3 separate regions of the Zea mays genome follow, and regions 2 and 3 are each linked to region 1. The links are chromatin contacts, called in public Hi-C maps. All regions are on one chromosome and are shown on one strand. The core of a region is the stretch at or near the end of the contact, and the rest is flanking DNA. Distances in the headings are between cores, read along the strand shown.

What was found. Hi-C and Micro-C count contacts between places; a contact is called where the count stands out from the background.
Region 2: a contact with region 1 is called in a Hi-C map of tassel, with 1.9 times the contacts expected there. The contact joins the promoter of LOC100192491 here to the promoter of LOC100280483 in region 1. A contact is called at or near these places in 2 of 25 Hi-C or Micro-C datasets (ear and tassel).
Region 3: a Hi-C map of ear shows a contact between it and region 1, with 3 times the contacts expected there. The contact joins the enhancer-like site here to the promoter of LOC100280483 in region 1. A contact is called at or near these places in 3 of 25 Hi-C or Micro-C datasets (ear, endosperm and tassel).

Annotation. Positions count from the first base shown.
Region 1 is chr3:7,846,983-7,850,155 of Zm-B73-REFERENCE-NAM-5.0, forward strand. LOC100280483 reads right to left here and starts at 1,692. Exons shown (of 1, transcript NM_001153403.2): 1 at 1-1,692. The coding sequence starts at 1,562. The coding sequence ends at 144.
Region 2 is chr3:7,602,767-7,605,939 of Zm-B73-REFERENCE-NAM-5.0, forward strand. LOC100192491 reads right to left here and starts at 1,734. Exons shown (of 22, transcript NM_001350132.1): 1 at 753-1,734. The coding sequence starts at 1,588.
Region 3 is chr3:7,661,122-7,664,294 of Zm-B73-REFERENCE-NAM-5.0, forward strand. No RefSeq gene overlaps it. Among protein-coding and RNA genes, the nearest start is that of MIR156b, 28 kb to the right of the region's middle. Within about 2 kb of position 1,505, at least 19 of the 20 cell types and tissues checked have an H3K27ac peak or open chromatin away from gene starts, as enhancers often do. A contact at or near this core is called in ear, endosperm and tassel, where this site is marked.

The DNA of each region.
Region 1 (3,173 bases), core at 442-2,941:
TCAACCCCCGTTGCTATGTTCCCAACTTATTACAATTTCATTCAAGCGAAAAAAACGGTGAAAGATTGCTGAGCCTCGTGGCGTCGTCTTCTCTGATTCCGCCGAGAAAGCGAGCTGCTTTTCCTTGCTCCCGCCGTCAGAGTTCAATTGAAGGCGAACCTGGGGCCGGCGGCGGCGCTGCTACTGCTGCTGCGGTGGAGGAGGTTGTGGGCGATGTTGTCGCGCGCGGCGACGGCCGCCGTGGAGCGCACGGGGTTCTCGGCCACCATGTCGTCGTCGAAGAGCTGGAACGCGATGTCGGGGTCGACGGCGTCTCCGGCGCGCTCGCAGATGTTGTGGAGGACGCAGCAGGCGCCGAGCACGACGGGGAGGTCCTGCAGCTTCACCTCGGTGCGCTTCTGGAGGCAGCCCCAGCGGGACTTGAGGCGCTGGAAGGCGTCCCTGGCCACGGCGCGCACGCCGTCCACCCGCTCGTTGAACACGTGCTGCGCCCACGTCATGTTGTGGTGCGTGTAGGGCACCAGCAGCCAGTCCATGAGCGGGTACCCGGCGCCGCCCACCAGGCGCTGCCCCTGCAGCAGGCCCGCGGCGCCTCGCTGCAGGTAGAGCGCGGAGCGGTCGAGCACGTCGGCGTCGGACATGGAGCCCGGCCAGCCGATGCAGACGTCCGTGAAGGCACCGCCCGCGTCCACGACGCCCTGCACCGTGATGGAGTAGGACGTCTTCTGGTTGCGCTCCGTGTGGCGGCGGTTGTAGTAGGCGGCGACGTTGGCCTTGGGCGCGATGATGGGGATGTGCGTGGTGTACATGGCGCCCACGACGCCCGGGATCCCCGACGCGGCCTCGAACCTGGCGGACTCGGCCGCGGCGGCGTCGGGCGCCTCGGGCCACTGCACGGCCTTGGGCATGAGCACGGCCTTGATGGCGGCGCAGACCTCGAGGACGAGCTTGTGGCAGGTGGAGATGCCGAGGCCGAAGCGCTTGGACACGAGGCGGAGCGGCTCCCCGGTGGCGAGGCGCCAGATGCAGACGGCCACGCGCTGGCGGACGGGGATGGCGGCGCGCAGCATGGTGTCCTCCTTGGCGACGGCGGCGCCCAGCTCCTCGCACACGGCCTCGAAGGTGGCCCGGGACATGCGGAAGGCGCGGCGGAACTCGTCGTCGGGGCACGCGGGGCTGCTCATCCGGTCCCACCACTCGTGGTCGCGCTCCTTGACCCAGAGGCGGCGGCCGCCGCCCCTGCCTCCGCCACCGCCGCCGGCTGCGGCTGCGGCTGCGGCTGCGGACGTGTGCTCGTAGTCGCCGTCATTGCTGCCGGCGCTGTTCTCCCGGGAGCTGCTGGTCGGGGAGCGCTGCCTCTTGACCCCGGACGCCTCCCCTTCCAGGAGCTGGTACTCGGCGCTCCTCTTCCTGGGGTCCGCCATCGCCACCGGCGCCTGGAACGCCGGCAGCGCCGCCGCCTGCTCCTCGCCGCACAGGTGTGTGAACCAGGACGTGAGGTCGTCTCCGGCGGGCAGGTCTAACAAGGAGCCGAACTGCGCCTCGGTGTACGAGGTGCTCATCTAGGTGAGGCCGGTGGAGGATGCAGGGGAGGACTGATCTCGATGTTCTTCTGTTCTAGAAGTAGAAGCTCTGAGTTCTGGATGTTCTGAGTCTGGTTGGTGTGGTGATCGAGCTTGCGCTGCGCTGTGCTGTCCAAGATGTCGAGGTTGGGAGGGGAGCGAACGGGAGGAGTGAATATATAGGTACCGGGGGCAGAGGAGCACGCGGTATCACGGAGGAAGGTGGGAGGGAAGGTGGCTGACCACGCGGGCAGGCGGGCGCAACCGCGGCCTACGCGGCTGGGGAGAACGGAGAAAGCGAGTAGCCAAGCCGAGTGACGTGCCGGTGTCGTGTGCGCAAGCGATTTGGGGGCGAGGCTTCTACTTCTACCACACGAGCCCGGCGCCCGGCCGTCTCTATCCGCCACGCAAATTCGACTGGTCGGTTTCGCGGTCAGTAGCAGCGGGTGGGGCTAGCATAAACTACTCCCATCAGACGCGACGGCGCTGCCGCTTGGGTTGGTGGGGCCAGGTAGCGGCTACTCTCACTCGGTCTGGAAGAGGGGCAGACGGGTGGGACCGGCCGTGGCGTGGGGAGGCATCTGCGTGGCGCCGTCGCTTGGCTCACCCGGCGCTGTACACACCAGTGCCGTGCTCTGTTCTAGCACTCCGCTCTGGTCTTTCTGCGGCTGTTCCGTACGGGGCGGGGTTCAGCTTATTGTACTCACATGCTGCGTTGTGGGCGGTTGGTTTGACTGGTATATATATCTATACGATGTGCAGTTCTGCACGCGTTATTGTACTATTATTTAGCTCATTTGGGTTGACGTGTGCTCGATAAACAAAGGTGGTATGATAGAACTATAAGGCTAAGTTTGTTTAGATATTAGATTATATAAGTTAGATTACGTTGGAAGAGTAGTAGAGTAAAATATCATTTTGAAGCTAAAGTAACCTACTCAATATTAGTTTATTTCAACTTATTTGTGATCATAAAGTGATATTTTACCCTACTACATTTTAATATGATCCAACTTATATAATCTAGAAGAGAAACAAACACACCCTAAGGGCTTGTTTGGGATCAAAGGTAATGGAGTGGATTGAGAGGGCTAGAATCCCCTACTATTTAATTTTGAATAGTGAGGGATTATAACCCCTCAATCCCCTCCATTACCCTTTGTCCCAAACAAGCCCTAAGATTATGAACTTAGTGTCAGTATAAGTTTCACTAATATTTAACATGTTAGTAAATTTGAAAACCCTATGTCAGCCGATAAAATCCTCCGCCACACTTACTAACATAGAATTTGATGTGATAGTCTTATTTTATGTGCTATAATATCCACAACTGGAACTGGCCTAAAGTAGAACATTTTGAAAACCTTCTATGGGTGTCTTTGATTAACCTCACTAACCTGATTTTGTTTTCCCAAAAGCCAAAAAACAAAATTCGACAAAAAAAAGGTTTACAAAATTATAGTTGTTTTGGTCCAAAAGCAATGTAAGCAGGTTCTCCATGCTTTCACGTGTTGTGCAGGTAGGTAACTCTAACACTCCGTAATCCTAATTTTGGGATTTAGAAAATTGTCTCCCAAAATCCAAATAAATGTGGCTTCTAATAAAAGATTA
Region 2 (3,173 bases), core at 484-2,983, 240 kb before region 1:
TCATCCACTGCCCCTTTTCTTACATAATAATATACCATTATGAGATTATGACTAGTATAGAACTATTGCTTGACTCACTCACCAATTAATCATGTGCATCACTCATCTACTCTCAATGAATCCATGAGGGTGATCCTATCTTACCCTAACTTTCTATGCACATAGAAATCCTAAAATCTTGGTGATTGGACAGAACTAAGTTTCAAAGCATAGCATCAAACTGACAGTGACTACACTGACACTAGGCTTCCCAAAAAATACAACAAACATGGATTCACAATTTAGAAATCTGAGAATTGTTGTTTCTTATTTCAGTATATCAAATAAATGAACTAATTTGCCCTAAATGCATATCTGCAAGGGGGAGAAGAGCGGCCTTCATCTATTGCCTCTTAGCCCACTATATCTGGGTACAAACATGGCCAAGAATGACTATTATGTCTGGTTCATTTAAACTACAGGACCTATCAATGCTTTCTGCTGGACTTCAGTTGGTAAATGTTTTTCAAACTTCAACTTAATTCCACTATATTTCTCACCAATTTATTCTGCTGGTCTTCCCAATTGGTAACTGTTTTCCAAATTCTACTTGACTCAGCTTGCATTCCCACATCTCAAATCACTTAGCATAAAGAAAGCAGAACAGAAAATCATTCCACAAACACTACTTGATTAACTAAGCTTGCATTCCCATATCTCAATTCACTTAGCATAAAGAAAGAAGAACAAAAAATCATTCCACAAACACTCACATCGATGCAGCCCTTATAAAGATGCTCCCTCCAGAACCACCACCACCCTTCTCATTGCTATCCCCACCGTTGGCGAGAACTGTGCCATTCATGACCAGGTCCTCAGCAAACAGCCACACGATGCCACCACCGTCACCACCATAGTCCTTCTCAACGCTGGTCGAGCCCCCTTTGCTCCCGTAGCTCCAGGGGTGTTCGAGGTCAGACCATGCATAGGCATCGCCGCCCCATGAATCCTCCTGCGTCTGCCCTTCCTTGACGAAGCAGCTGGCGCCACGACCACCGTGCCCGCCACCGTCGCCGTGCGTCCCCGTGGGAACGCCACTGGTCCGGTCTGGCGGATCACCAGCGAGCGCGGTGGTATTCACGACGACCGTGTCGGCGACCGTGATGTTGGTGGCAACCAGCGAGACCCTGCCGGCTGTGACGCGGACGCCGCGGCTGAGGCGCACCTCGCCTGAGAAATTGGCGGATATAACGCACCCGTACTTCTCGCAGGTCAGGGAGGCGCCAGAGAGGAGCACGAGGCTGCCGTTCCCCGTGATGTAGACGTCGCCGTCCAGCTCCACTTCCTCGGAGACCTCGCAGCGCGTGTGGAAGTCACCCTTCCCGTGGAGGTCCCCCTCACATGTCGCCGTCGGCGACGGCGGGTCCGGGGGCGGGAGCGGGGGCGACGGCGGCGAGTAGTCGTGCCACATCAGGATCGAGTACGGGTCCGGGTCCGCCCGATCTGAAGCCTCCGCTCCGCCGCCCCGGCCGAGGCCGCCGTTCCCGAGAACCGCGCCGAGCAGCAGCAAGAGTCGGAGATTGAAGAGGGGACAGATATGACAGGCCATGGAGGGCTCATCAGAATCCAGGCTCTAGGGGTTGGTAGCGCAGTACTGTCTCCGGACGCCGCGCTTGTAGTGGCCGCCGGCGATGGCGGCGGCGGCGGCGGAGGCGGGTGTTCCTGGAGTGGGTTTGGTGTCGATTTGGGTTTAACTCATTTTTCCCCTTTCGACTTTGCTCCGTTTCTCTCGCGCATTTTGATGTTCGTTTTTTGGAGAGGAAGGGTGTGGAGGGAGAAGGGTGTTACGCCGTTGGATTCACCTCTAGATTCGTATAGCAGGGGTCGGGACGTCGGGTTCGCTCGCGTGTGTGGACACAACACAAGTGGAGCACGAGCGGTGGGTTTTCTCACTTGTCTGTTTGTTTTTAAAATTTACTGCTCTTTACATTAGTCACATGCCGGTGCGTACAATTCCTATATATATTAAACTATATTATGGTAAAACACAAAAGTATATGTATTGAATTGGCTAGGTGAATGTAAATATAGTGTTTTTATAATTCTCTTGGTTAGATAATAAGGGCTTGTTTGATTGGGTTATAATATATCTAGATTATATAATCTCGTTTAGTTTAAAATAAAATATGCTGGCAGTCCCTAAACTTATGAACCTATATCAGACAGGTTTCTAAACTCTTAAGGGCTAGTTTGGGAACATCGTTTTTCCAAAGGATTACAATTTTCCCTTGAGAAAATGAACTAATTTCCCTTGGGAAAATTGGATTTCCTTGGGAAAACGGTGTTCCCAAACTAGCCCTAAAATGAAACAATAATCTAGTGTCATTTAGGTTCAAATGGGTGTGTGGCGCGTGTTTAGCTGACATGGCTTCGCCACAAAGTCGCCTACGTGGCTGGTAAAGGATTTTTTTTTGCACGCACCCCCTTGTAATCGCTTCAGAGTCCACGCCTTTTTTTTCAAAGTCTCAAAGACATGATACATTTGTCTCTCTTTTTATAGCTCATGCTTGTTTATCTTTCTAATTTCCTTGAGACGATAGCAAAAAAGGTTGGCACGTAATTTACGAGCTTCTCAAGAAAAAAACTGAAAAGGTTATGTATTTTTCTCAGACATGTAGAAATGTTATATATAACTATATTAAAACAATATATAAAAAATATATGAAACATATACCTACAACACATACATATACAACAACAACACTATCGACGTGATTTGTTGGCCGATTTACTCGCGTCGAGCTCCCGCCACCTGCTCCATTAGGGAAGCTCCCTCATCGCATCTCCGCACATATAGGCTACGCCCATGTTATAATATTGGAGAAATAAGTGACATGCTTTCAAGATATTTAACTAGATTAAATATTCTAATTCCGAATAAAACAAGCATAGAACTCAGATAAATGTCATATATAATTATTGCAGCAATGAACAGTAGCAATTCTAGAACATGTAAATATGTAAAATAGCATCTCAGGTCTATTTTATAATTAAACATGGCTTGCAGATGAAGAAGGCAGATTAAACAAATAAACATGATTGTTTATCTTAAAATATTGCTCTCAAAATAGCGGGTTGCTGTAATAAACAGCCCTCCAACGCTAAAAGGTGATCAGAGATCCTCGACTAACGTG
Region 3 (3,173 bases), core at 255-2,754, 190 kb before region 1:
GGAATGGAACGCACGTCGGTCCGTGCATGCTACAGCGGGGCACCGCCAGGGCATCATCGTCCACTCGTATACTCCGCTGCACTGTTTTCTTTTTTACGTAGATAGAGCCAGGAGTCCTTTGCTAGAATGCTTGACGACACGCGTGATCATGCATTCCCGCAGTCTCCATCCATCCAAGCGTAGATGGAGCACTCCCTAATCTGCCACCAGTGCCCCTATGATTAGAGTTTACTACTACGCTCAGAGTACAGTACAGCAAGTAGGCTGCTAGCCTAGAGGGGTCCCGTCACCCCCTGTGAAACAAACTAGACACGGCCGCCCATCAGAGAAAGCCACAGTCTCCGCCGTCCGCTGCCGCTCCGATCTCACAAGCTGTCAAGCTCGCTCTCCGGCCAGCCGCTCGCTCTTGTTTTCCGCACGTCGTTTCATCCAGACCCCACCCCCCCGTCCCTCTCTGTCTTCGCTGCCCGTCCCGTTGTCTTCCTCGTCGGCGAGGGGGCAGGGCAGGGGCGATCGGCGAGGCCTTCACCCGCCGCCGTGCCCTTTCGGCCAGGATGACGCGCGCGCAGATGGGACTGGAGGACGGTCTCCGAAAGAGACGTCCGAGACCCCGACGGAAAAGCGCTGAAACCGACGCCAGATTTTCGAGACACTCGCTTGGCTTTAAAACCAGTTTCTTTCGAGCTACAGTTTTATTTTGGTTTTGTTTGAAACCAGATCTCTCTACCTTTTACCAACTTTATCTATCAAATTTGAAGGTACACCAGCGTCCAGAATACCAAATTATTATTATTTGGTTCATGCGCCAAATTTTTCTTTTGTGCACGTGTGTTTCCGTCCCGCTTGTGTGTCTGTCTTGCGACTTTGCATGAGTCGGTGGACGCACCGGACGGCCGGATCGACCGGGGGAAAACTCAGCTCACGATCGCCGAGGGCACGAGTTTTTCCCGGCGGTCGTCGCTGTGGACGGCGGAGCCGCGCAGGAGTCGCCGTCGTGCTCGAGTGATGAATCACACGTAGAGTCGTAGGCCGAGGAACAGCGAGGACGGATTCCGGAATTCGCGTGGCGTTGGCTCATTACTACTACTTACCCATCTCGCAGTGCCTGTGCTGCGTGCGTGTGTCTCTCTGCACTCGAGTGCAGTTTTTCCTACGGTTTGACGAGGAAGAGAGACTCGCCGTCCTTTTCATTGGAGACGATGATGGATGGTGGATGGGTGGAGGAGGACCCAATAAAACAAGGGGAAAAAAAGGTATACGCAGTTTCTTGCCTCTTTTTTTTTTGCAGCCTACCTCACCAGCTCACTGCTCACCTCATCACCGACGCTGCACGCAACCGAGACCTACCGATTCCCATCCTAGTTCGATTCGAATCAATCAAAAAAAAAAAGGGGGGGAAAGAGAAAGGAAAATAAATAGCAGTGCAAGGGAGGGGAATCCTATTTAGGCCCACGCACAAGCACACCGGCCCAGCCATTGCAGCTTTTAGGCCCGAGAGCCGCGAGGGCCTGGGAGGAGAGCAGACGGTGGTAGAGCGTGCAGGCGCGAGGGCACCGGCGCACCGCCGGTCTATTGGGCTGGTCTCTCTCTCTCTCATCGTTTTAAAATTTAAAACGTTTATAGTATAAATTTTATTCTGTATTTTATGTTCTCATCGTTCATCAACGTTTCAATGTAAGACTACTCCAAACTATTATATTCATCTGTTGTGCGTGATTTAGTAAGATTAGCAGTCACTTCTAACTCTTTTTCTAGCTAGCTATAACTAGCTAGGTAGGTTCTCTTCTTCTATTTAAAATCGAAACGACCTTCTCTTTGCGGCTTGGCGCGGCCTAATTTAGTAATCTACGATGACGAACTAACAACCTCATCTACTGTCAGATCGACATCTAGAAGAAGTTAACAATTCCCGAGCAACAAACAAGCATGCATGGCATCGATGCCCGCATCAGCAGGTCTAGCTAGGCCTGCGCTAATGGCAAGAAATCCAACCCACTACCACCTATACCCAAATATAATAACTTTGATATCCATCCCACACCCACCCAAAAATTTAAGAAGAAAATTAAACCTAACCCATCCAATAATATTATTGACCCCAAACCAACCCGTAATTGGGTGGAAACCCATGGAAACCCCGTGGGTTCAGCTTATTGTCTTATATCAAGCCAACTGCATACACATACATTGATAGACAATAACAATTTTATAGATAGTTTCAATGACGTACAAAAAACATAGTCCACAACATAAAAAACAGTGACAATAATATTATATAATGATACAAAAACAAGTTTGGTCGATGAACATTTAGGTCTCGAGAAAATAACAAAAAACATAAGTTAAAGATCCTTAATGAACAATAATCTTTTTGGCAAGAAATATAAACTAGCAGCAGTGGAAAGAGTCTATGATCAAGCTCGAAGCTAGCAACAGTGGAAGGGCACATCTAGGTAGTATCAGAATCCCACCGAACGACATATAAATCTCCCTGGAAATGAAAAGAACCATGTGTGGAAGAACCATGTGTGGATGGGTGAAGACCCATGGAAGTTCACGCCTATGCAAACCCATCTACACCCATGGATATCAACCATTTTGACCCACAATACAAAATAAACCCACCCAACCCAACCCATTCACAATTAAAACCCACCACAACACACCAAAATAAACCCATTTCTTAAACCCACCTAAAATACCCGCTTACACCCACCCCGTTTGCAGGCCTAGGTCTAGCTACCTAGCTAGCTACTGCCTAGCTCGCTGCTAGGTTCATAGAATATAGACACGCGCGAGTCATGTCAGGCAGGGGCTAGGCTAGCTGATCATTACTGTAAGCTAGCGCAATGGTGATATATATATTAATTTGCTTTCTTTGTTCCGAGACGATGCATGGCACTGGCAATTGCTGCCTTTCCTAGGATTAACTAGTGTTTGTTGACATTCCTGCTCGCCCGGATAAAAGAAGCGCCGTTGAGAATGCAAGATTTGCATATATGCCGATGGTTTGTCTTTTCATCCTCCTGTTGTAGATGTTAAACGTAGAAAAACTTATTAAATATAGAAAGACTTATCTATCTAAATATAGTTTGCTTACAACTGAAAGTTCACTATGTCCGGGAACATGATATGGATGTCGCCTAGAGGGGGTGAATAGACGGATAATAATT